4 separate regions of the Mus musculus genome follow, and regions 1, 2 and 3 are each linked to region 4. The links are chromatin contacts, called in public HiChIP or PLAC-seq and promoter capture Hi-C maps. All regions are on one chromosome and are shown on one strand. Each heading gives the region's core, a stretch centred on a gene start, on an enhancer-like site or on the middle of the called end of the contact. The rest is flanking DNA. Distances are from core to core; before and after follow the strand shown. Region 1 holds the start of Slc37a4 (solute carrier family 37 (glucose-6-phosphate transporter), member 4). Region 2 holds the start of Hinfp (histone H4 transcription factor). Region 3 holds the start of A830035O19Rik (RIKEN cDNA A830035O19 gene). Region 4 holds the start of Ube4a (ubiquitination factor E4A).

The links. Promoter capture Hi-C pulls out the DNA fragments that hold promoters and counts their contacts. HiChIP or PLAC-seq counts read pairs in DNA pulled down with a chosen protein or histone mark. Capture Hi-C pulls out chosen DNA fragments and counts their contacts.
Region 1: a contact with region 4 is called in a promoter capture Hi-C map of adipose tissue, with 2.6 times the contacts expected there. The contact joins the promoter of Slc37a4 here to the promoter of Ube4a in region 4. A contact is called at or near these places in 3 of 39 promoter capture datasets (the HPC-7 cell line, erythroid cells and hippocampal neurons), 2 of 115 datasets of contacts at active chromatin or transcription factors (astrocytes and extraembryonic endoderm stem cells) and 2 of 9 other capture datasets (adipose tissue and liver).
Region 2: a promoter capture Hi-C map of pre-B cells shows a contact between it and region 4, with 2.3 times the contacts expected there. The contact joins the promoter of Hinfp here to the promoter of Ube4a in region 4. A contact is called at or near these places in 3 of 39 promoter capture datasets (erythroid cells, liver and pre-B cells), 2 of 484 Hi-C or Micro-C datasets (CD8 T cells and liver) and 1 of 9 other capture datasets (liver).
Region 3: a contact with region 4 is called in an H3K27ac HiChIP or PLAC-seq map of differentiating embryonic stem cells, with 5 times the contacts expected there. The contact joins the promoter of A830035O19Rik here to the promoter of Ube4a in region 4. A contact is called at or near these places in 3 of 39 promoter capture datasets (hippocampal neurons, liver and pre-B cells), 3 of 115 datasets of contacts at active chromatin or transcription factors (astrocytes, differentiating embryonic stem cells and stem cell-derived neural progenitor cells) and 2 of 9 other capture datasets (adipose tissue and pancreatic islet).

What each region holds. Positions count from the first base shown.
Region 1 is chr9:44,394,242-44,400,835 of GRCm38.p6, reverse strand. It overlaps Slc37a4 (solute carrier family 37 (glucose-6-phosphate transporter), member 4), which reads right to left and starts at 2,482. Exons shown (of 8, transcript NM_008063.3): 1 at 2,215-2,482; 2 at 1,355-1,587; 3 at 798-1,041; 4 at 189-347. The coding sequence starts at 2,362. Gm26306 (a small nucleolar RNA gene) reads left to right here and starts at 4,921; the gene lies at 4,921-5,039. Mir7085 (microRNA 7085) reads right to left here and starts at 413; the gene lies at 348-413.
Region 2 is chr9:44,302,397-44,309,051 of GRCm38.p6, reverse strand. It overlaps Hinfp (histone H4 transcription factor), which reads left to right and starts at 3,381. Exons shown (of 10, transcript NM_172162.3): 1 at 3,381-3,436; 2 at 6,465-6,642. The coding sequence starts at 6,474.
Region 3 is chr9:45,951,415-45,957,600 of GRCm38.p6, reverse strand. It overlaps A830035O19Rik (RIKEN cDNA A830035O19 gene), which reads right to left and starts at 3,615. Exons shown (of 1, transcript NR_152206.1): 1 at 1,603-3,615. It overlaps Sidt2 (SID1 transmembrane family, member 2), which reads left to right and starts at 2,352. Exons shown (of 26, transcript NM_172257.4): 1 at 2,352-2,877; 2 at 4,355-4,476; 3 at 4,688-4,852; 4 at 4,942-4,987; 5 at 5,549-5,650; 6 at 5,758-5,841. The coding sequence starts at 2,695.
Region 4 is chr9:44,962,099-44,968,241 of GRCm38.p6, reverse strand. Ube4a (ubiquitination factor E4A) reads left to right here and starts at 2,642. Exons shown (of 21, transcript NM_001346698.1): 1 at 2,642-2,757; 2 at 4,810-4,905.

The DNA.
Region 1 (6,594 bases), core at 1,233-3,732, 570 kb after region 4:
GTTGTGGGGAGGAGGAAGGGAAAAGAGTGAACAGGGATTTCCCATTGAGGTTATCCCAAGGTACAGACCTACCTCCAAGGATGCCCAGCCTTAAGGGGGAAGTAGAGAAAGGGAGAGAGGGTGGAGATCCCATCTCCTGCATTGGCCCCTGGTTTGTACACCCTTCTCTGTCTAAACACTCATCTTACCCACAAGGGCGGACTGCCCTCGCTCCTGGATAAGGAAGAACTGGCCCCAGTCTGTACAGCAAGTCTTTACTCCGAAGACCACGAGGTAGCCAGTGGACAGCACCCAGAGATAGGGGGACAGCAGCAGATCCTGTAGGGTGCTCTCCTCCTTTGATGAGCCTGAAGGTGGGGAGAGGCCAGCTAGGACTTGGGCTCTGCTCCTGCTGGCCTGCCCCCACTGCACCACCACCGTTCATTAGCCAGCTGCCAGAACAGGCTGTGAGCACCACCAGGATTGATGTGGGGCACCCCCTCAAAGCCCTGCTTCCCTCTCCCCTACCTCGATGCAAATGAAAGGAAATGAGGACGGTGCAGGTGGAAGAAGGCACCCAAACTGCTTAAACTTAGGGGGTTACCCAGAATGGAGAGATCTGTGCTGTCAGAGAAGGCTCAGGATGCGCTGGCTGATTTCAGGATAGAATCTTTACTTCTCCCACCCAATCTCCATTACCATTCCTTCGCCTACATCCAGTGGCAAGCACAGGGCAAGGCAAAGGCTAGTCCTAACAAAATCGTGCGGAGCCAGGGGCAAAGGAAGGTGCTCTAGGAGTCAGCTTGATAGAGGCTTACCCTTTTTGCCCTTGGAGGGGGCAGGGTCCAGATTTCGGAGTCCAACATCAGCAGGTTCATTGTGGATAAGCAGCAGACAGAAGAAGGAGACAACCACACACAGTGCCCCAGACAGGGCCAGTGTGCTGCGCCAGCTGTAGCTCTGGGCGAGGATCGTTGCCAAGATAGGTCCCAAACTTCCAGCCAGGTTCATGCTGGTTGACAACACAGCCCACCAAGTGCCAAACTGGGATGGCTCAAACCACTGTGAGGCAGAGGGGAACAGAATAGGTGCCTGGCTTAGAGGCCACACAGAAGGAGCAGCTCGAGTGTGGCAGACCTAGACACTCACATTACAGGGATGAGGGAAGAGTGCTTCTACTTGGCGGAGCCCAGTCCCTCGTCTGCCACCCGATCCCACCACCCTCAGGCTCCTAAAATATCCCAACAGCAGCAGGAGCTGGCAGGGAACTCCTAAGGAACCTGCTATGGGTTAGGGGTGGAAGGGTTGTGTAAGAAGAGGTGCTCCCAAGTGCCCACTGGGTGCCCTCCCCCTCAGGCTCATCAGATGCACTCACCTTCCTCAGGATCTTCCCACAGGGGGGCCAGCCCAGCCCCTGTGCCAGACCATTAAGAAACCAAAGAGCAGCAAAGGCTGACACTGTGGAGCTCCATGAGAAGACTACGTTGACCAGACCAACCAGGAGCAGCCCAGAGGAGAAGAGCCAGCGGGCGCTCATCTGATCTGACAGAACCCCGCTCACAAACTTGCTGATGGCGTAGGCTGCCGACTGGCTGCTTGTGATGAGCCCTGCAGCGAAGGGGAGCAGGGAGCAGGACACCTGAGGGGTTAGGGACAGGGCAGAGGCACAGGAGGGGCGGAGGAAGGTAAGGGGTCAGGTGTGTACAGGTGCCTGGCAGGGTGAGACAGGTTCCTTCCCGGATTTGACACTCTCCTGCCTGCTGAGCCGTGCATCACAGGCCCAGGCTGACTTGGACCTTCTCAGCCTCTTGGATTTCTTTCTTTCTTTACCCCTGGAATATGCAGTTCCCACCTCACTCTGAATGCTCGCCAAAAGCCCAAACACGTCTGAATGCGAAGGACTCTAGAGTCAAAGATCTTATTCCCCCTGGCAGGTAGCACGCAGGACACATCAAATCATGGTGCTACTCTCCCAGTGTTCACCGTGACCTGCAGGTGCAGCATGCACGAACAGGTGTGAAAACCTTGCTACCCGCTCCCAGTAGCACCTCCTGGGCACGTGTGGGTGCCAGGCATATACACCGGCTAAGCACTGGTTTCACATGTACACCCACACCCAGGCACATGGAGCTCAGCCTCTCCACCTGATACAAGCTTGAAACCCCCCATGCTTGGACAAACCATACTCCAAATGGTGTATCCCACAGCCCACCACCCTGCCCTTCCATGGCTTACCCAAATCGTCCTTGTCCAGAGCGATCTCATCCACCAAGGAGGGCATGACAAAGGAGAAGGTTTTGCGGTTGAAATAGTACAGGCTGTAGCCTCCAAACATGGCCGCAAATATGACAGTGCGATAGTAGCCGTAGCCTTGGGCTGCCATGGTAGAAAAAGCTGGCCCTGCTGGCCCACTCCAGTACTTCTGACCACAGATTCTTGACTGCTCCTGCTTGCAGCTAGCTCTCTTTAGTGCCTGGATCTGCTGAGCTGTGTTTTTCTGTGCGCTTTCTCTCTCCTCCACCCAGGCTCTTTATAGCCGCCTTCTGGACAATCATTAAGCCTGGGGCAGCAACCAGGGAACCCAGTGTCCTGAGAGAGACAAGAAAACAGGTTACTGAGAGCCAAACCGGGGGAGGAGAGGGTCCCCAGGACTGCTTGCCCTTCCCTCCTTTCCCAAGTCTTCTTGCCTGTGAAGCCAGCTGTGATTAAAGGCTCAGCCTAATTACTTTTGTCTGCACAAGCCCAGGGGAGGCTCGGGTAGGATGAGCAGAGCAAGCTCTCAGTATAGCCCTACTCCCTTGGTCAATGAACTTTCTCATTCTCTCAGGTTCCTTTGCGGTGCCAGGCTGCCGGACATTGTGAAAGGCACTAGATCGGTTCCTACCCCCCAGGTTCATTCAATCAACCACATACCTTAAAAACAACCCCACACCCACTGCTGAGCCTTCACCAAATGCTTAGCACACAATGGAGTACAGTTTCCTAATAGGTATCCCCTTCATTGGGGGATATATTTCTTGAACTCCTCATGGTGGTAGGGAACAGCGCATACACTTTCCTTATACACACAGTGATAAAAGGTAGATACATAAATTAGACCTAGTAAGTAAATAGTAAAACACAATGAGGCACCATAGTAAAAGTTTCTTAAAGCCTATCGTTTATTTCTGGAATTTCCCATTCTCCTTTTTCCACTAAGGCTGGCCTCTGTCACTGAAATGTGCAAGGAACAACAGTAGGTAAGGAGCGAGATAACTGCAGTAGTTGCAAAATTAAACGGGGGGACAAGCCCCTCAGTTCACCCTGCAATGACACGCAGAAGGCGCGCCTAGGGCTTAGGTCTGGATGAGACCCCCTTGGAACTGCCTCTGGATCCCTATTACCCTGCGACATCAGTAGGGGGTCCGTACTGCGGGGCTGTGGGTCCCCGAAGCACGCCACCGCAGCTTTCTGCTCCGCTGCACAGCCGCTGGAGCACAAGGCGTAGGCGAGAGAAGCCGCACGTAGCCTCGGGAGGCCCCTCGCTCTGGCAGCCTAGGCTCTGCCAGTCAGGATGGGCAGGCGGCGCCGCTTGCCACCTGCCGAGCACCCCGTGTCCTCAAGCCACCCGGGACACCCGACTCCTGGCTGGGAACTGCGGGTCCTGGGGACAGGAGCAAGAGAGCTGCGGAGACTGTGCGCTGCAGCCACGAGGGCACCGCATCTGCAAGAGCGCTGTCCCTGGGCCGTGGAACTGTCGCCATCCCGGAAGGGCAGTCACCCGGACAGCCTCCGGCGTAGTCGGAAGTCAGGGGAGCCCCAAGGTCCCAGACTTGCCCTCTAGTCCCGCCCTCACTGACGCCCCTCCTTCGCATGCCACCCCTACCTGGACGGAGGCGGTAACCCCTAGTGGGATGGGGCGGGACTCGAGTAAGGCTGGTGCGCATGCACAGAGTTGGGCGGACTACTGTCCACCCTGGGATGGAGACGTCATCCTGCCTGTCAAGCAGCTTCCAGTGAAAGGACAGTGCCGCTTATAGGCTGAGCACCACATGACCTATTACGTTTCGTCGATCAGTGTCTATAGAGTGCCTCCTGTTAGGGTGCAGATTCAGGAAACTCCCTGAATTGTAGAGGCATGGTGTTTTCTCTGGAAAATAAATTCAGCACAATTTGGAGTTTTAATTCGTGGTCAGATTAGTCGGAACAGAGAAAAAACAATATAGTCTCATCATTTAAAAGACAGAATTCCGACGAAACCTCGAGTTCTTTAAAAATCTTTTTAATGGTCATGTGGTGTGTATGTGTTGGGTGTGTATGTGTTACCGTAGGTGTGGAGTCAAAGGACAGCCTGGAATACTACTTCCTTTGAGACCGGTCTCCCCTTTCCCCCCCTCCCCCTCCCTCTCGTTTTTTGTTTTTGTTTTTGTTTTTTTCGAGACAGGGTTTCTCTGTGTAGCCTTACCTGTACTCACTTTGTAGACCAAGCTGACCTTGAACTCAGATTCTACTGCCTCTGCCTCGTCTCCTCTGAGTGCTGGGATTAAAGATACATGCCACCATGCCTGGCTTCAACCTCATGTTCCAGTCCTTGAACCACTACTTTGTGGAGACATAGCTTGGAACCAGGAGGGTGATCCTCCTGCCTCTGCCTCCAAGTGCCTAGGGTTAAGGACACGCTTATAACCTGACTTGAACCCACCATAGTCTCACAACTGTTCACTGTCAGCACCAATCTCTGATCCTTTAAGGGCTCCACAGATGATTTCTGAGAGGTCAGAAAAGTTAAGGCTGACTTTGACCAAGTAGCCCAGACCACAGTCTGGATTCCACTCCGCAGAAGGATGAGGCAGGGAGTTCACTGCCTGAGCTGCAGAGCCAGTTCAAGATGAGAATGGATAATCTTGACAGGCGAGACACTGTCAAAGAAAAAGCATATGTTAATTTTTTTTAAAATGATGATACAGGTGTGTTTGTTCAACTGATGGACAAAGGCAGGCTAGACAAGTGCAAAATAAATCCTCTTCTCAACCTAGAACTCACTGTTCCGTATGAGTCTTGACACATACAGAGGGAGTATGTGATGGGTGGACAGTCTACAGGAAATACTTGTAGTTTCCGTGGAGGATGAGAAGTTCAAGATCACCCTTAACTCAGTTGCAAGTTTGAGGCTGCTTTGAGTTACATGAAACACAACAAAAACAAGCATCTCTGCCAACACCTTTAATCCCAACAGGACTTTGAAGTCAGAAACAGGAAGATCTCTGTAAATTCAAGGCCAGCCTCTTCTACATAGTGAGTTCCAGGCCAGCCCGATACACATAGTGAGACTCTGACTCATGCAAACAAGAACCCACTACCATTTCTTTCCTCTTTTTGCTTTCTACCTTTATATATAGTTGAATTTAAGATGTCTCAGAATTTTCTTTTATCATAGCATCCCACAGGAAAACGACTGAAGGGTTTTTTTGGGTTTTGTTTTTTTAAGTACTCCAGATTGGAGAGCAAAGGTGGTTTAGAATACTGAAAGCCAGGGGGAAAAGGAGATAAACTAGGGCTCCACCAGTCCTAAACTTAAGTATCTACTAACCTGAGGCCTGGTATATACCAGGCTTGTGCTCTTAGGTAGGTGACAGAACCAAGGACTGAGTTTCTTCAAGGGAAAGCTCCAGGGGAGCCAGGTGTGGTGGCACAGGCCTTAATCCCACCACTTGGGAGGCAAAGGCAGAGGGATCTGAGTTTGAGGTCAGCCTGGGCTCTAGGGTTGGGGAGGTAGCTCAAGGTTAGAGCATCTAAGGTTCTAAATTTAGTACATAAGCCTCTGTGTGTGTGTGTGTGTGTGTGTGTGTGTGAGAGAGAGAGAGAGAGAGAGAGAGAGAGAGAGAGAGAGAGAGAAGAAGAAGAAGGAGGAGGAGGAGGAAGAGGAAGAGGAAGGGAAGGGAAGGGAAGGGAAGGGAAGGGAAGGGAAGGGAAGGGAAGGAGGTGGAGAGAGAGAGAGAGAGAGAGATTGAATTGGAACAGGGAATCTCCCCTTAGGCATATTAGCTCACACTTGTAATCTCAGCACTTAAAAGACAGAGAAGGTTCAGCACTTAAGAACACACACTGCTCTTGCAGAGTACAGGAGTTTGGTTTCTAGCACTTGCATGGAATGGTTTACAACCACCTCTAGTTCATGTGTGCAGATGTCATGCATACACATATAACTAAACGAAATTGTTTGTTGGGGCTGGGGGATAGCTAAACTTTTTTTTTTAAGATTTATTTGTTTGTTTGTTTACTTATGAGTAAATCAACTGTAGCTGTCTTCAGACACACCGGAAGAGGGCATCAGACTCCATTTCAGATGGTTGTGAGCCATCATGTGGTTGCTGGGAATTGAACTCAGGAACTCTGGAAGAGAAGTCAGTACTTTTTTTGGTGGTGTGTGTGTGTGTCTGTGTGTGTGTCTGTGTGCGCGCGCGCGCGCGTGTGTGTGTGTTCAAGACAGGGTTTCCCTGTGTAGCCTTGGCTGTCCTAGAACTCACACTGTAGACCAGGCTGGCCTCAAACTCAGTAATCTGCCTGCCTCTGCCACCCAAGTGCTAGGATTAAAGGTGTGTGTCACCACTGCCCAGCCATACATTTTAAAAAAAG
Region 2 (6,655 bases), core at 2,132-4,631, 660 kb after region 4:
TTAGTTTTTTATTTATTTATTTTTTTAATGTGTGTGATGATTGAGATAGAAATCAGGGCCTCATACATGTAAACTCTTCCACTGAGATGCATCCCAGACCCTCTTTTCCCCTTTTATAGATAGGATCTCACTAAATTACCCAGATAGGCCTTGACATTCTTTATAGCTCAGACTGACCTTGAATGTATAACCCTGCTGTGTCAACCTGTCGAGTGCTAGGATTAAAGATGAGTTCTAACATCCTGGTGGTGGTAGCTGTGGCTGTGGCACACACCTTTAATCCCAGCTCTTGGGAGGCAGGGGCATGCAGATCTCTGAGTTTGAGGACAGCCTGGGAAACACAGAGAAGACCTGTCTCAAAACAACAGCAAACAGAAGCAACAACAACAAAATATTAAAGTGTTCTATTTTGTCTGACCTAATCTATACCCTTTAATAAACATCAATGGTGCTTTGTAGGGGGCAGCTTTTTAGAAAGTAGTCCCAGAATATGTCTGGATAACCCAGCCTGAATTGTGGTTCTTAAGATGAAAGTGAACCCTAGTAGGCAACAAAACACTACCTCGAAGTCTGGACTTTAAAAACTGAGCCGGGCATGATGGTGCATGCCTTGAATCCCAGCACTCGGGAGGCAGAGGCAGGCGGATTTCTGAGTTCAAGGCCAGCCTGGTCTACAGAGTGAGTTCCAGGACAGCCAGGGCTACACAGAGAAACCCTGTCTCGAAAAAAAAAAAAAAACCTTAAATAAATAAATAAATAAATAAAAACTGGGTGCTGGTGGTGCAGGCCTTTAATCCCAGCACCCTAGAAACGAGGGGTGAGGCAGAAGAGAACATTCAGCCACAAACAACACTTGCTCCTTTTGCAGAGGACCTTGGCTCAGTTACCAGCACTTTACCTGGCAGCCATAACCATCTGTCCAACTGTAGTTCTTGGGGTTCTGGTGCCCGCTTCTGGCACCAGGCCATGCATGATGCACATACATTTAGTCAAAGTATTTATAAAGGTTTGCTTTTAATTCTTGAGATGGTTCCGAGGAAGTGGCTTAAACACTGCTTTTAAGCACCAAGTCCTCTTGACGAGGACCCTGGTTCAATTCCTGGCACCCACATGGCAGCTCACAACTATCTGTAATTCCAATTACAGGGAGGATCTGATGCCCTCTTTTGGCCTCTGCAGTCACAGCACACACATGCTGTACCCACATCCATGCAGCAAATACTTGTAGACATTAAAGAAGTAAATCGTAGCTAGTTGTAGTGGTGCATGCCTTTAATCCCAGCACTCGGAAGGCAGAGGCAGGCAGAGCTCTGTGAGTTCAAGGCCAGCCAGGCCTACACAGGATTATAGAAGTGAGGTATCATGACCACAGCTACATTCTCTTTCTCGAGACATTGCCTGTAGGATCTTTCTGCCTCCACAGCTGCAGCAGATTTGGGTTTACAGGCCTGTGAACACCTGGCTCAACTTGACCTATTTTTATGTTGTCTCTAAACTTTTATTTACATAGGACACAGACAAAATGATTTTTGAGGAAGTGTCTCTAGCCCAGGCTGTCTTGTCACCTACTATATAGTACCAGCTCCCGGAAACTGCCCTCAGGTTTTATGATCCTCCTTCCTGCCTCCCCTTCCCCTGCCCCTCCCCTGGGAGTACAAGTGTGTATGTGTCACCACACCAAGCTCATTGTGGTGGTTGGCTGTATTTTGTTTTCGGAGGGGAGGTCTCTCTCCCTGTCTAACCTTGGGTGGTCCAGGACTCACTATGTAAACCAGATTGGCCTTAAACTCAGAGGTCCACCTGCCGCTTCCTCTGGAGTGCTAGGAGTGAAATTATGTGCCGCCGCACATGGCATTTTTTTTTTTTTCGAGACAGGGTTTCTCTGTGTAGCCCTGGCTGTCCTGGAACTCACTTTATAGACCAGGCTGGCCTCGAACTCAGAAATCCGACTGCCTCTGCCCCTCGAGTGCTGGGATTAAAGGCATGCACTACCACGCCTGGCTTGAGCATGGCAATTTTAAATTCTGAATTTCCTTCACTGGATTGTGTGACTGTGACTGGTTTATAAAAACGAAGAAATAGGCGCAACTGGTCTTTCTCACTGGGTAGTGTAGACTGCACAGTAGTAAGCACAAATACAATATATCATAATAAGAAGAGTCAATTCTCAGGCAAAGGACCGTCTCCATTGAAAACACAAGAATGGCTAGTTACGTAATGGGAAGTGGGAAGGGGAGACTTTCAGGGGAAAACAAGTGGACACATGGGAAGTAAAAGGAGGCACAGTGTGGTGGGGAAACTGAAATTTGTGTCTGAGGTGCAGGAAATGAGGTCCAAGACGCAAGATAGGATTTGAGGTAGGCAGCACCCAGATGCTGGCGTTTGGAAATTCTCCATTTGGTTTGGGGCCATTGTACTGAAGGCAACAGAACGCCTTTGAATATTTTACACAGAATTCTGACTTGATCGAGTCTGGTTTTGTTAAAGATCACTTTGCTGGGCTCTGTGAAGGATGTCTTGTAGAGAAATTAAGCACTGGGGCATGTTAAATGAGTGTGGAGTTCTGGAATGGGTGTCATTCGTCGAACAGAATGGAAGTGAAGATAGAGGAATATGGATGATCACGTGTTAAAGAAAGTAGACTTCGGCCGGGCGTGGTGGTGCACGCCTTTAATCCCAGCACTTGGGAGGCAGAGGCAGGCAGATTTCTGAGTTCCAGGACAGCCAGGGCTACACAGAGAAACCCTGTCTCGAAAAAACCAAAAAAAAAAAAAAAAAAAGAAAAAAGAAAAAAAAAAAAAGTAGACTCCGGGGCTGGTGTGTGTGTGTCTGTTGGTAGAGCATTTGTCTAGCAAGCAGAAACCCTTGAATGAATCCCCCAGTATCCCTTAAACTTGGTGAGGTGGCGCACTTAGGCAGGTGGGTCTCTGTGAGTCCAAGGTCAACCTGGGGTACGGTACATAAAACAGAGAAGACTTAAGAAAATCAAAGATGAAGGTGGTGCCCCAGTGTAGGCGAACTACCTAGACAACTAACCGAACTACAAACACCGTGAGGAAGATGACAGACAAGGCCGGCCAAACTAGGCGCATGCCCAGTGGGTGGTCGGCGCGAGTTTGCGCAGTAGTGGGAATTCAAGCCTCAAAGCTTCCCGCCTGCGCACAGTCGGGAGCAGGCCCAACCCACTTTTGAAGGTGACGCGAACTTCAGCCACATCCGGTCGTCCCTCACTCTCCCCCTTGGGACTCGGAGCCCTCTCCGGGACGATTCCCGCCTCTTCCGTGTTTTGGTGCGCACGGGCTCTGACAGACGCAGCGGCCATTGGCTGTCGGTCGACTCGAGAGCGGCGATTGGCTGTCGCTGGTCGTCGCTCAAACGCCTCGGGGTAGATGGTGTGAGGTGGGTGGGGCGCTGGGCAAACCAGCGGCGCTGGCAGGTGAGTGGAGGCTTGCGGCTCCCGTACCTTGGCGGCTAAAGCGGCTCTCTCCGGAGCCTGCGGAAGGCCGGGCTTCCTGGAGCCGCTCGGTGTGGCGTCCGTGCCGGCCCTTAGCCTCCGCGCCCTCGGGCTAGGGGGTCTCTGCGGCTGGACTCCCTCGGCACCACGCTTGACGCCGGGGATCCCGGGAAGCTCTCCCGGATGGGCTACTTCCTCTGAGTTCTAGCTACCTATCCTCCGGCCTCAGCGCCCAGGCGAGGCTGCCCACCGGCCTTTTCGTGTCCCGATCTCCCTGGTCCTGCGCCTTGGATTGGTTGCGGGGTTCAGCCGTCAGATCCTGGTCTGTGAGTCCTTGTTTAGGACCTGGGCCTTTCTTCTGGATTGTGGCTCAGAGTTCATTGGTGCCTGGCGATAGAGTATATACTCTCCTGATAATTGTTGATGGGATGGTTTTGTACTTTGACTAGTGATGAAATGTCAGGTAAGGATCCTGGGGGGGTTGGATGCTTCTCCATCCCCTAATTAACACTCAGAAACAAGGCTAGATGTAGCAAACCCTTAGTGAGCCTCAGTAGTGCATTAGGCCCATATGGCTTAAGTAATTTAAGATCACAAAACTAAGGAGTTTCGTTTTATTTTCCTTCTCCATCCTTCTGACTTCCTCTTCAGACAGATACACCCTTAGACATAATGTGATGTCCGTGGTGGCTTTCTTTTTTGTGAGACCATCTTAACTTTGTGGCTCTGGCTGTCCTGAAATTCTCAAGAGATCCTGTCTCAAAGACTGGCAACGCCACCCTGTTCCCCACCACTTGATTAGTGGTGTGAGCATATGTGAGTGAATGGTGGTGGTGGGGTTCCTGGGGTCATATTCAGGTTGTCAGGCTAGTGTGACAAGAGCTGCTTTCCCCCACTGAGCCATCTCACTTCTGCAGAATTGTCCCTTTAATGTCCCTCCTAGAAATTTTGCATCAACCTTTCACTTTGTTCTCGTTCTTTTAAACTACATACTTATTATATACTTTTGTTTTGTTTTGTTTTTAGAGACAGGGTTTGTCTGTGTAGCCCTGGCTGTCCTGGAACTCACTTTGTAGACCAGGCTAGCCTTAAACTCAGAAATCCGCCTGCCTCTGCCTCCCGAGTGCTGGGATTAAAGGCGTGCACCACCACGCCCAGCTTATTATATTCTTAAAAATGTTTAGTAAAGTATAGACACTGGAGTGTAAACAGGGCTCCTTCAGTCAAATGGAATCTACATTTTAACGTTAAAGGAGTAGTGGGATCTAGTATTGTGTGGGCAAAGCAAAGACAAATTATGGTATTGAATGCCTGACGGAAAATTTAACGTAATCCAGTAAGGAGTAGAATGCTTCAGGGTCATGTAGGCTATATGAAATAAGAATATGAACTTTGGGCTCAGCTTCAGCTTATCTATAAATGAGGTTTAAATGATGCCTGCCTCATAGTGTTACTAATAACATGATGCAAATAAAATGCTTAATATGAGGCTAGAGGTGGCTCAGTAAAGTACTTGCTTCACAAACCTCGGGAGGCCCTTGGTTTGATCTGCAGAGCCCACATTAAAAAAGCAAAGAGTCCAATGGCTGGGAGTGGTGGCACAGGCATTTAATCCTAGCATTTGAAAAGCAGAGATGGATGGGTCAAGGCCAGCGTGGTCTACATAGCTTGCTTCAAGGCAGCCAGAGAGACCCCATCTTGTAAAAAGGCCCATGAATGTTTGTGATCCTGTTGGGAAGTAGAGACAGGAGTCTCCTCGGAGCTCACTGGTCAGCCTACTCAGTGAGCTCCAGGGCAAGGAGAGACTCTATCAAAAGCAAACAAAGCCCTCAGATGGTTGATTCTTGAGGAACCATGGGTCCCTTCCAGTTGACTTCCAAACACACACACACACACACACACACACACACACACACACACACACACACAGAGTGTTTACCATGGCTGAGTGTGGTGGCTCAAACTTGTAATTTCAGCTACTTGGGAGTCTGAGGCAGGAGGATTGCAGCACAGTAGACAGACCTCAGAGTAAGTTTAAGGCCCACCTGGGTCAATTAGGGAAACCCTGTCCCAAATACTATTTATAAGGTCCTAGATTCCGTCCTCAGTACCAAAAATAACCAAAACAAGAACAAAATAGTATTTTTGTGAGGGCTTTTTAAAAAACTTGATCATTTTTTTTTCTTTCCCATGCAATGGTGTTTTTCACGAACAAAAGTCTGTGTGAGAATATTGGATCCTCTGGAGTTGGAATTACAGACAGTTGTAAGCTACTATATGGGAGCTGGGAACTGAACCCACATTCTCTGGAAGAGCAGCCAGAGCTCTTAACCACTGAGTCATATCTCCAGCCCCTTGAGATTTATTTTTACTTTAATGTGTATGGGTGTTTTACCTGTATGGAGGTCACATAACATGCCTGCAGTGCTCTCAGGGCAGAAAAATGTGTTTCATCTCCTGGAGCTGGTGTTATAGATGGTTGTAGCAGCCATATGGTTGTTGGCAGTCTAACCTAGATCCCTTAGAAGAGTTGTCTGGGCTCCTAACCAGAGCCTTCTCTCCATCTCCATTCAACAAAATAGTGCTATATATACAGTAAGTGTGATATTCCAAACAAAAAGTTTTGTTATCCCCAATTTGGCCAAGACCTCACATGCGGTAGGCGGTAGGCAGTGGGATCTGGGATTTAACTTTGGTGCCTTTCTTTGAAACTGAGCATTGTTCTGTCTCCCATGGGAATATGCTCAGAAGCTATATGAGAAAATGTCTGTTAACATCCTTAGCTTAGTGCTTGGCCCACGCTCAGTATTATTCTCTCTTTCCAGGAAGCCAGACAGCCTGTAGAGCTTGAGAAACTGCTGGTCCATCCCTACTGAAAAACAAAACAAACCCAAAAACTCGAGATACCGAAAAATACCTGCTGGCTCTCAGTGGGCTGCTCGCCTGCGTCTGCCTCCAGCAGCCCTGGAATACAGTCTTACAACTCTGGATTTCTTCCTCTTCCTCTAAGGTAAAGGCCATGTCGCCTCCTGGAAAAGTTCCCCGGAAGGAGAACCTGGGGCTCCAGTGTGAGTGGGGGTCCTGCTCCTTTGTGTGCTCGGCCATGGAGGAGTTCTTCGACCATGTCACTCAGCACCTGCAGCAGCACATGCATGGCTCTAAGGAAGAAGAGGAAGAGGACCCACTTGGTAAGGGGCAGGA
Region 3 (6,186 bases), core at 2,366-4,865, 990 kb before region 4:
GTGGGAATTCATAAATATTTATAGCTGGTAGTTGGAAGAATGTCCCCTTAGAAGACAGTCCAGACTGCTATAATCTTGTCAATGGATAGTACTCTGAGAAAGGGGGTACTAGCCTACATGCTCCTAGCCAGGACATCTGACAGCTTCAGGGTTGGCCATATTTTTTGTATAAAGATTTATTTATGTATTATGTGTAAGTACACTGTAGCTGTCTTTAGACACACCAGAAGAGGGCATCAGATCCCACATTACAGGTGGTTGTGATACCCCATGTGGTTGCTGAGATTTGAACTCGGGAGCTTCGGAAGAGCAGTCAGTGCTCTTAACTGCTGAGCCATCTCTCCAGCCCATTTTTTTTCTTTAAACACAAAATTTGTCTACAGAAATACAATACATCCAATTGTAGCACACGTTATTTATTTACTTACCATACTGGGGGTTTGAAGGGACTCTGACAGCTTGAGCTTGGTGAGCATGGCTTGGCAGGCCTTGCCCTTCTCCCCCATTTGTCTTTCTAAAAAGACATTATACATTCCTAAAGCTAGCCCCCAAGGTCTGTTCCTTAATTTAGCCAATCCTTTCACCTGAGGTTGATTACCAAGGTCCAGCTATCAAAGTGTTGAAGTCCAGCAATCAAAAGCTCCCTTTGGCTCGCCTAATTAACATGCCCAATTAAAATTAAACGCCTCATCCTAACATGGAGTTTCCCATTTTACCTTTATAAACCATCATTTCCCTATGGGCCACATTTGTCTCCTCTCTAGCCAGAGGCAGTCCTTTGTCCTCAAATACCCCTTCCCCTTCTCCCTCATCCACTGTCTCCTGTCTTTGTCTCATATTCCATGCCTTCTGTGGCAAATCAATCTTCCTTTGTGCTGAGAACTTGGTTTGGGGCTCCCTGAACCGATACTTTTCCTAACAGGATGGAACCCAAGTGTGTGTGTGTGTGTATGTGTGTGTCTGTGTGTCTGTGTGTGTGTCTGTGTTCTTTGTAATGACCTTTAATTACATATTGTGTATATGTGTATGTTTCAGAGGTGCTACAGCATGCATGTGGAGGGCGGATGACAACTTGCAGAGTCAGGTTTTTCCCCTCTTCCACCTTTTGGGTCCCAGAGATGGTCATCAGGCATCTTGGCAAGCACCCGCACCCACTGAGACACTTCATCCACCCTTGTACATGTGTGTGTGTGTGTGTGTGTGTGTGTGTATATATATATATATAATTTATTATTGTTCATGTGTCTGTGTGTGAAGTGCGCAAGCACATGTTGCCAGGTGTCTGTGGAAGTCAGAGAACAAATTTGTGGAGTTAGTTCTCTCCTCCCTGGTGTAGAGCTCAGGCCGGGCTTTCCATGGCAAGTGCCTCTTCCTGATAAGCCATCTCAGCTCGGTTCTTGTGCATATTTTCCTATTTATGTCTGAAGTTTGGATTATATACCACTTATATAATGTTATTCTTGAATTCCCTCCTTAGATGTCCCTTTGATGGTATTAAGAATCTATCTGCTTAACTTCATAGTAGTATCTCTGACCACCTCTTCCTTCACTGTGAACAAGCAGTTTCCTTTGAGCTTTCTCAAGATCACAGGGATGCAAATTGCTGTCCCCATATTTTATTTGTATTTCTTATTCGTAGGACACAGTCCCTGGAGTGGAATGACTGGGTTGAAGGGTATAGAGCTCTTTTAAGCCTAAGCCAAAACAGTTCCTCAGAAAGGTTTTTGCCAGTTGACAACGAAAGGTCAGAATCTTTCCGTGGGCTTTGTTCAAACAAACAAAGCAGTTTCTGCAGAGTAGGGACAGAGCTCACAGGTTGGAAGGCATCCTGGTTATGGTGCCCTGGTTCTGGTTATCCCCTCTACTGTGAGAGGGGAGCGGCCGCTGAGCTGCTCTCAGTGGGCAGGCGCTTTTATGAGCCAATGAGGGAAAAAGAATGATGCTGGGGTAATGATTTTGGAGCACAATTCCTGTCTTGAGCAAAGAAATCATCTGTCAGCAAGACCCTGCACTTACTGGGCTCTGTGAATCTTGCCAGCAATGCCAACACCCAGCAGTAGAGGTGGGAGGAGGATCAGGCGTTCAAGACTCTCCAAACTTACACGACCAGTTCCAGACCAGCCTGAGTTATGTGAGCCGTCTCAAAAAGCCAAAAAAACGCGGACCACAAAAGCAAGAATCCAATACTTAGTGATCCTTCGTGAAAAACCCAACTCCAGACGCTCACAGGACAGCGAAGGAAGGAGGCGGCGACGGCTGCGTGGGAAGTAGAGGCAGCCTGGCCCTTTAAATCCGCGTCGGTTTCCCATGACGTAAGCGGGCGGGCACAGCCCGCTGTTTACCGCGGCGCAGCTCCTGGTAGCTCCGAGTTCTGCGCCGCGTCCGCCGCCCTTAAAGGGCCCGCGTCCGGGAAGCCTTCGGGCCAGGGCCACCGCCGCCTCGGCTCTCCGGGCGCGAGCGGACGCCGGGTCTCCAGCCGGGCTGGGCCGGGCTGGGCCGGGCTGGGGTAGCGGGTCGCGGTGCCGCCCTCGCGAGCCGGGATCCGCGCGAGGCCCAGGAGCGGCTCCAGGGAGGGGACGCGTCCTATCTGAGGCCGGGGTTAAAGTTCTGGTCCCGGTGAGATGCTGGAAGCTGCTGCGGCAGCCGCAACGCGCCCGGTCGCCGTCCCGTCGCCAATCCCCGCCGTCCCGGGCCATGATCGCCTGGCGTCTGCCCTTGTGCGTGCTCTTGGTGGCCTCCGTCGAGAGCCACCTGGGGGCCCTGGGGCCCAAGAACGTCTCGCAGAAAGACGCGGAGTTTGAGCGCACCTACGCGGACGACGTCAACAGCGAGCTGGTCAACATCTACACCTTCAACCACACCGTGACCCGCAACCGGGTGAGCGCGGGACTCCACGGGCGGCCGAGCGGGTGGGCGCCCGGCCTGGACTTGATGCTGCCCCTTTCCTCTCCGCCAGCCTTTGAGCCGCCCTCCCCCTGCCAAGACCTGGTTTCCACCAGCATTCCCGGGCAGCTCCAGCGGGGCAGCTTGGGAAGTTCCCTGCCACCAGCTGTGATCAGGACCGGTCTGGTCTGCTCTGTGACCTGGCTCTCAATCTAGCTCTCAGTCTGTGAGGTCGGGGTGAGGGGAAAACAGGCTCCCAGCCTTGCGTGGCTCAGACAACTCCAGATGGGGCCAACTTAGAATTGAAAGAGCTCGGTCACAGGGAGGTGAAGGAGACAGACCTCCTTGCCTCAGAAAGCCAGCTGGCCTTGTAAGTTGAAGGTGACAAGATAAGGCCCTCGAAGGCTGAGTGGCAAGAGAAAAGGGAGTTTGTTTCTAAGACAGAACTATCTCCGACTTCTTACTCATTTCTTCCCAGTAGTGAAAGTAGAAAGAAGGCTGGCAGAGCTGGGCCCAGGCAGAGCACAGCCTGGGAGATTCTTGCTGCCTGGCTGTGTGGCCTGCCTAGCTCTCTTGCTCATTCTCCAAGGCCCGATCTGGATTGACTCGGAAGCACTGGAGTTGAGGAGGAGGCACCTGAGGCTTTCTTTGGGAGGGAGAGGAGTTTGGTTTCTGGCAGGCCATGATCAACCATCAGGATCCATTTCCTTGAAGTCTGATCTCCCCTTTTGAGTACCATTTCCAGGATCATCCCGGAAGTGGCACCTACCCCTCAGGGAAACGTTACCCCTAGATTTGGTTTCAGCAACCTAGTAACTAGTTGTCTGCAGTTGTGATTTCTTCACTTTTAAACGCCCACTGTCCTGTGTAGCTTTGTCCGCAGCAGAGAGGGTGGGTTATTTCTTTATTTTCTTAGAGAGGGTGAATCAAGGTTCAGATGGAAAGTCACTTCAGAGCTTGGCCCATGGTCAGAACTAGAGAGACAACTTGTATTTCGACACAGTTCCCTACACCCCTCCCTGCAGGGCTCTGGCCTCCAGAGTAGCAGTGGAACCGGAGCTTCTTGCTGCTTTCCTAGTTCATGAGGAAGAAGATTGAGGGCTTGAGGGCACGTCTTGATCTCCCGTGACAGTGTGTGCACAGGGACGTGTGTAGACACGTGTCTATAACATGTGTGTGCATGTGGGCTATCCTGGAACCTTCTAAGGTCTCCGCTGCATATCCCTGCTGTTGCCTGGGTTCTGCTGCTCTGTATACCCGTTCTTCCAAGAGCGAGCTTCTTCAAGCCTCGGACCGGACAGTGTCAGTCATTTCTAGAAACTTGGCCTGTTCCCTCACAAGGAGAAGCACAGACAGTGTCCTGGCTGGCCAGGATGGACGGCACAGGGCAGAGCTCAGCCTGCAGTCTGTAGAGTCATGTGTCTGAGGAACAGAGAGCTGAGTTTGAAAGAGGATGCCTCCTTCTCTGCAGACCGAGGGTGTGCGAGTGTCTGTGAATGTCCTGAACAAGCAGAAAGGGGCGCCTTTGCTGTTTGTGGTCCGCCAGAAGGAGGCTGTTGTGTCCTTCCAGGTGCCCCTAATCCTTCGAGGACTGTGAGTAAGACCTGGGGATGTAGGGAGGGGCATCCTTGCCAGGTTTTCAGGGACCCTCACCCGGGGAACCTTTTTGTTTTTCTCCCTTCTCCCTGAGCCCAGTGGCAGGAGGGTAACTTTGTCAGCCCAGGGAATGGGAAATATGGGGACCTGATAGGAAGAACTCAGGCTGGCTGGGACTAGTCACACTCTTCTCTGTCTTGGACCATAGATATCAGCGGAAGTACCTCTACCAAAAAGTGGAACGAACTCTGTGTCAGCCCCCCACCAAGAATGAGTCTGAGATCCAGTTTTTCTATGTGGACGTGTCTACCCTGTCACCCGTCAATACCACTTACCAGCTCCGAGTCAACCGTGTGGACAATTTTGTGCTCAGGTATTGAGGGTAAGAGAGAGGGGACCTCACAGCCTCTGCCTTCTTCCCAAGTGCTGAGCGTAATTGTAGGGTTCCTCTCTTCCCTGTAGGACTGGAGAGCTGTTTACTTTTAATACCACTGCAGCCCAGCCCCAGGTAAAATCCCTTATCAAAATGGGGTCCCTCAGCCTGACGTGGTCACACATGCCTTTGATCCTAGCATTTGGGAGTCAGGTGGGTTTCTTGAGTTCAAAGCCAGCTTAGTCTACATAGTGAGTTCTAAGTCACCAAGGTTACACAGAGAAACCTTGTCTCAAGATAGCAACAACAACAAAAAAGAAAATTGGGGGAGATTTGGATATGAGAGCAGGAGTAGGTACAGAATTGCTAGGACTAGCAATTAATTTTGTCTCTAGGGTGGGACTCTCGGAGCTCCTGTGTGGATAGACAGGCAGGGACAGTGCAGTGACAGGGTCTGCTCACTGACTTTCCTACTCTGCCTCTCAGGCACAATCCTATGTGCCCAGCTGACACACAGGATATCAGTGCTCAGGGACATGCAGGACTGGGATGTTCACGGTCAAGGCTCTTCTCCCCTCGTAGCTTCATTGTCTGAGCCAAGAAGATTCTGAAACCTCCCTTGGAGGAGACAGATCCCTTCGGAGGGGCAGAGAGAGCACCCTCCTGAGATGACACTCTCCCTTCCTATGTTCTCAGTACTTCAAATACGAGTTTCCTGATGGTGTGGACTCGGTAATTGTCAAGGTGACCTCCAAGAAGGCCTTCCCCTGCTCAGTCATCTCCATCCAAGATGTCCTGGTAAGCTGTCTGTCATTTTATCCTCCATCAGAAAGTAGTTGGGACATTAGCAGAGGGGACAGGGCCCAGTTCCCCATCCATCTGCCTCTTCCTTCCTTCCTCCACAGTGCCCTGTCTATGATCTGGACAACAATGTAGCCTTCATTGGCATGTACCAGACGATGACTAAGAAGGCAGCCATCACTGTGCAGGTAGGAAATGCATGTGCCCTTCTGAGGGATGGACGGGGCTGGCTGTTGAAGTAGATGCCTCTCCACACCCTGTCCTTGTCCCCATTCCTGCCTTAAGATTCTTAAACTTTTTCACTTGACCTTGTGCTGCCTGAGAAACTTTTCTCCGCTGAACCATGTCACTAGCTCTTAATTTTTTTTTTTTTTTTAAAATCGGCAAAGCAAAGGATTTTACTCAGATATAACGTGGAGGCACCGGCCAGATATGCTACAAGAGAGCAGCAGAGATTTACTTCGAAACCATATTTTTGTTTTATAATGATCAGTGTTGAGGGTGCCACTTTGCATCAACGTATGGTACCATGT
Region 4 (6,143 bases), core at 1,393-3,892:
AAAAAAAAAAAAAAAAAAAACCAAAAAAAAAAAAAAACCAAAAAAAAAAAAAAACCAAAAAAAAAAAAGAAGCCTGTATGATATATAATTAGCCTATGATAATATTTGCCAATTTTAAGTGATTTCACCTGTTCTCAGCAGTTTTTAGTAATTTGCCCCATCATAATTCAGGTTGAAAACATCACCACCACTGTTTTAATAGTCCTTATGCTGACTCTCAACCCCAAGCAGCCACAAGTCTCTGTCTCTTCAAGTTTTCTTTTTCTTTATTGGGAGAGCTTGATTGCAGAGGCGAAACCCCAAGCCCAGCACTGGTGCTGCTTATATAGGCCTAGGAGAGGCGTGTCTCACACCCGGATTGGTTATGCATTCTACCTCATTTGCATGCCTCACACCTGATTGGTTATACTCTCAGTACCTCACAGAACCTCATTATCATGCCCGGGCCAGGCAGTGTCTTGGCAAAAAACGTTATTGCATATGTACACATTGGTTGTTTACCCAACCGTATGCGTGGTGGCCAGTGGTAGCCAGCGTCACCTTGTAATGGCATATGTGGCTTCCCACAGGTCCTGCTATCTATCTAGCCTTGAACTCCAAGTATATGTGTATTTTGTTTCTTCTTGCTGAAAAGCCATTTCATGGGCAGTCCACTGCTTGTCCATTCCCCAGTCAAAGGACACATGATGGTTTCACTTCTCGGCTATTATAAGCACTGCTGCAATGAGGATTCTTTTGAAATGTTCTATTTTGTTTTTATTTTGGTTTTTTCAAGACTCAGTTTCTCTGTGTAGCCCTAGCTGTCCTGGAACTCTCTCTGTATATGAGGCTGGCCCCAAACTCACAGAGATCCATCTGCCCTGTCTCCAAGGGCTGGAATTAAAGGCTTACACCACCACAGCCCAGCGTGCAAGGCTCTTTATGCAACTATAATTTCATTTCTCTGGAGTAAAGACCTAGGAATGAAGATCATATGGCAAATTCACTTTTAGCTCTTAAAGAAACAGCCAAATTCTTTTCTAAACTAACAGCATCGTTTTACATCCCTACTGACATGACAGCTTTTTGTTTTTATGAATCTTGAATTTTCAACAATATTTGTCACTACTTCAATATAGCCACATTAACATTTATTTTGTATTATTTTTATTTTGTGTATATGGGTGTTAGGGCTGTTGGTCTATCTTTGCACAATGGGCATGCAGAGCCAATGGAGGCCAGAAGAGGGCATTGTATCCCTGAGAGTGGAGTTAGTGATTCTAGCTGCTAGGTGCATGCTGAAATCTGAACCCTGCCTCCTTTGGAAAGTAAGGCGGTGCTCTTAACCGCTGAGTCATCTCTTCAGCTCAGAGCAATGGCTTTTTACACAACACATAATATTAATCTTTGCCCCAACCTCACTTTCTTAATGGTGACTTTTGAAATGCAAAAGTCTTTTTGATAAATTCCATTTTATAGATTTTGTTGCATTTGGGAGGTCATGTCTAAGACAAGATTGTCTCCTGTCTCATTATTTGTAGGTCATTGTTAGGGATTTGGTCTAGCTTTAACAATAAATGTCACTTAGAATATATGTAAAGTATTAGTAACAAATAAGAATAAAAGATATCATTGAAAAATATCTGAACATGTAATTTTATTAAACTAAATCTCACTTCATAGCAGTTATATAGATATACACTATCAAGTACAGCAAAGAAGTGCCTGGTACTCCTATGCATGTATGCTACCAATCTCTTGCTGAGGTATTGAGCTGTGCCAATATAATTTTTTTTAAGGGGTATCTCAGAATAGGGTAGGGTTTTGGTTGGTTGGATGGTTGGTTTGAAGTAACCCTAGGTTAGTCCAAACTCACTGAATAGCAGAGGATGACTTCGGATGCTCAATTCTCCTGTCTCTATGTACCAAGTGCTAGAATTACAGCATGCCCCACGGTGTCCCACTCACTACAGTTTTAATTTTCATTTTCCTTACTAAAACTAAGAACCAAGGCTGGAGAAATGGCTCAGACGACCCAGATTCAATTCCTAGCACCCACATTGCAGCTCACAACTGTCTGTAACTCCATATCCAGGGAATCTGACACCCTCACACAGACATACATACAGGCAAAACACCAATCAATGCTCATAAATATTTTTCAAAATTAAAAACTAAAAATTAACCAGACTTGTAGGCTGTATACTGTTAGCATTGTATAGATAAATCTAAGACCAACCCAAAATAGCGCGCTGCCTGGCACCTAATACCTGCTCAAAACGTCTTATACATTGTCCTTGTTGGTATTGTTACTGCTTCTAAGCCACAACGAGTGAAACGGCTCCAAAAAGCCATAGGACAGAAGGGAGCGTAAAAAGCAAAAAGTCACAGTCTGTGCAGAGCCCGACACCACAATAGTGTATCTGCCCTCAAGAGATGGATTTCCAAGGTCTAGCTTCATATTCCACAAAACTTCAAAGCACGCAGTCATAGCCAACCCTGCCCCGCCCCGCCCTGCTGCCTAGCCCAATCCCAAAGCCACTTCCGGCCCGCCCCCCACCCTCGCTAGCTGCCAGCAAACGTGCGCATGCGCCTCCTCGGTGTTTTCTCTGTCATTAGCGAAGCCCGACACCGCCCTACTTCCGGCGCGGGGTAAAGACCCAACAGGCTCGGCGCTCAGCGATGATGTCAGCTCCGGTTGCCTTGCTGAGTCGGAAGTAAGAACCTTTTGGTCGCTGTAGCTGTGAGGTGTCGTCGTCCCTGCCCTTTCAGGCTCCGGTAAGAGGCAAGGTATAAGAGGACGAGAGTGTTGAGGCTGCGACCCGGTTTTCTCCTAAGCAATTGCCAGTCAAGGCCCCTGCATGCCTGCTGTTCTCAACTGCTTGCCTGACCCGGGTCCGTCTTGAACTTCGACCCTGTCTAATCTGGAAACCCTTACGGTGCTCCGGCGTCCGGTGGCTCTGCACATTCCCTTCTTCTTTGCCAAGTCCCTGCTAGGAAAGGCCCGAGTGTGGGCTGTGGCTGTCTTTTGACTTATTTTATCTAGGACCTGCGCAGGGTGGGTGGGTCTCCCTGCTGCCTATGAATGTTACTGAACCCCAAAGGATAAAATACGAAGAGTGAACGACAGTGCCAGATGCCAAGGAGACAAAATGAAGCTCGACTCATAGCAATCAAACCAGTAGGGTGCGTGTAGCAAGAGGTTGACTTTTAAAGCGAGTGACGGCTTCCCAGCTGTAGCTCTTTGGATTCTGCTCGAGTTTTTCTTGGTCGAGAAAACATTTCTCAGATTGACCATAGAGTCAGACGTTTTGTGTTTAGTATTGTTCCTTTTAGGATTCTTTTTTGTCTCCTAGAGCAAGAATGGGTTAAGTCTCAATGTCATTGACTTTTTTGGTCCCAGAGACATAAAATGGGGCCCAAGATGAAATGCCAGGGTTTGTTAGAGACGGTTTTGTTTGTTGTGTTGTGTTCTTTTTTTGTTTTCGGACGTGTATGTGCTTCACTTGATGAGATCCTAGCTTGCAGATAAACGTATTGCAAGGATTTTTGTTACGACACCTAATGTAACACTGAAGGTATTTCCAGGTAGACATGTTACTTTGGGAACATTTTTAAATTCCAAAATAGAGACTTTATGGAGTACAATTTAATACAGTGTAATTTGGGCTTGGGGTAGGGAGTTGCTGGGGTTATAAACTAAGCCCTGGTGCATACTAAGTGCTCTAGAACAGAGCTACACCCAACCCCACCTTAGCCATAGAACTTGGCTATAGCAATCTGTTTTTCAGTGTTACCAATAGTTCTACTTTAAAACTGGATTGGACATGATCTTAAAATATCTGTATGCTCTCAGGAGCCAGTAGTGGCCTTAAAGGATTAGCAGCACTCTATATAAGTAGAAGCTTGAGTCAGGAGAAAATGAGAGAATTGTATGGGTCCAATGGTTGACACTTCCTAGAGATGTAGACTTTTGCAGCAGGTATGTAAAGTGAAGTTACTTACTAAAAATGAATCAAATCCAAAAGCCTTGGGGGGGCTGGTAGTTGTGCCATCCCAAAAGCTATCAAGAAAGTGGATGTGTTTCTGTGTGGCAACTGAAAACAAGGAATTTGGGTTTATTATTACTATTACTGTTTCTTTTTAAAGATAATTTTTTTAGTTTTGCTTATGTCTCCATATGTGTTTCTGTATATATGCATGCCATATGTGTGCAGCTGCCCACAAAAGTAAAGGGTATTGGATCCCCAAGAGCTGTAGTTACAGAAAGTTGTAAGCTGCCCGACATGGGTGCTAGAAACTAAACTGTGGTCCTCTAAAAGAACAGCAAGTACTCTTAACCACTGAGCCATTTCTCTTTCTTTCTCTCTCTCTCTCTCTCCCTACCTTCCTTCTCTTCCTCTCTCTCTTAATCTCTTTGTTTCTTCCCCTCTCTCACTTTCTTTCTTTCCTATTAAAGAATCTATTTTTTTATGGATGTGTACCTGTAAGAGTGTGTGGATGCCCACAGAGAGCAGGAGTTGTCAGGTCCCTGGAGTTGGAGTTGCAGGCATTTGTGAGCTGCCCTGTTTCAGGTACTGGGATCCAGACTCTGGTACTCTGGTAGAGTCATTTCTTCAACCTCTTACTTATTTATTTCTGAGTCAGGGTCTCACTGTGTAGCTCAGGCTGGCCTTGACATCAAGATCCTCCTGTTTTCACTTCCCAAGTGCAAGGATTACAGGTATGCACTACTCTACTCAAGCTGGGAAACTTAAAATAGGTAGAGTAAGTATTAAGCCAAACCAGGTATCGAGGGTCCATTTCACCAGACCTTTCTTTTCTTCCTAGGTACTTTTATTTTCATGTGTAAGCTCAATGACTAAGTCTAACCTGGATCTCCACCGAGGTTCTCAACAGGTGATCTGTGGGCCCTCATTTTTTCCTGTAAGTTGTCACATGATTTAGCCTTGCTTCTAAAGAAGGAAATTCTCTATACCTATTTTAAGTAGATACGAGAACGATGACTTCAGTGGGGTAGGCAAAACCTTGTTTTGTTTGTAACATTCTTTCTAGTCTTCTTTCTGTTGTCATTATAAACCATTCTGACCAAAAGCAACTCAAAGGAGGAAAAGAATTATTTGTGCACTTGCAAGTCACATCCCATCACTGAGGCGAGTCAGGGCAAGAATTCAAGCAAGACCTTGAAGTACAACCTATGGAGGAATGTTGCTTGCTGGCTGATGCTTTGCTTGCTTGCTTTTTTTTTTTTTTAAGATTTATTTACTTATTTTATATATCTAAGTACATTGTCACTGTCTTCAGACACCAGAAGGTTGTGAGCCACCTTGTGGTTGCTGGGAATTGAACTCAGGACCTCTGGAAGAACACAGTCAGTGCTCTTAACCAGTGAGCCATCTCTCCAGCCCCATTAGCTAGCCAGTCAAGACAATTCCCCCAAAGAAATGTCTGATCTGGGCAATCTCAAACCAGGCTTTCCCCTAAGATGACTCTAGGCTATGTCAAGTTGACAGTTAAAGCTGACTAGGGCAGCATTTGAGGTGATAGCAGGCTTATTTTCATTCTCTGTTCTACATATGCATAGGTACTGAAGCGCCACAGTGTCTGGCCTGGGAGCTTGGCCTGTTGCTGCATCTCCAGATGTAATAAGTCTGTGCCTTGAAGTAGATCTCGAGGAATGGTGTGGTGTGGCTACGTGCAGCTCAGGAGTAATCACTTGGAAGACTGAGACTGCCCGTGAACATTTGCTTAAGCGTTGTGGTTTGGAGGATAGTTTCAGAATCAGATATGAACTTGTACTTGAGGGTCCTAGAGGCTAGCACAGTTGATCTGCCAGGAGTGCTCTGTGGAAGTTTTAAAATTCCATTATAAGCAGGGAAAAGATGTAATAGAAAGTTAGCTTGTGTATATAATGGAAGAGAATAGAATTAAAAAGGAAGTGATGCCATTTGTGGTGCTAAGCCCTCTCTCCTGATAGTTTTGAGAATATGTCCTGTTCTTCCTGCTTTCAGCTTTCTTTTTATATATATGCTGCAGATCATTGTCTCCTATCTAATGAGCTGGATCATTCAGTTGTATTTTTTTAAATATAAAATAACTCAAGCCAGGCATTGCGATACATGCCTGTAATCTTAGCACTTGGAGACTGAGGCAGAAGAATCACT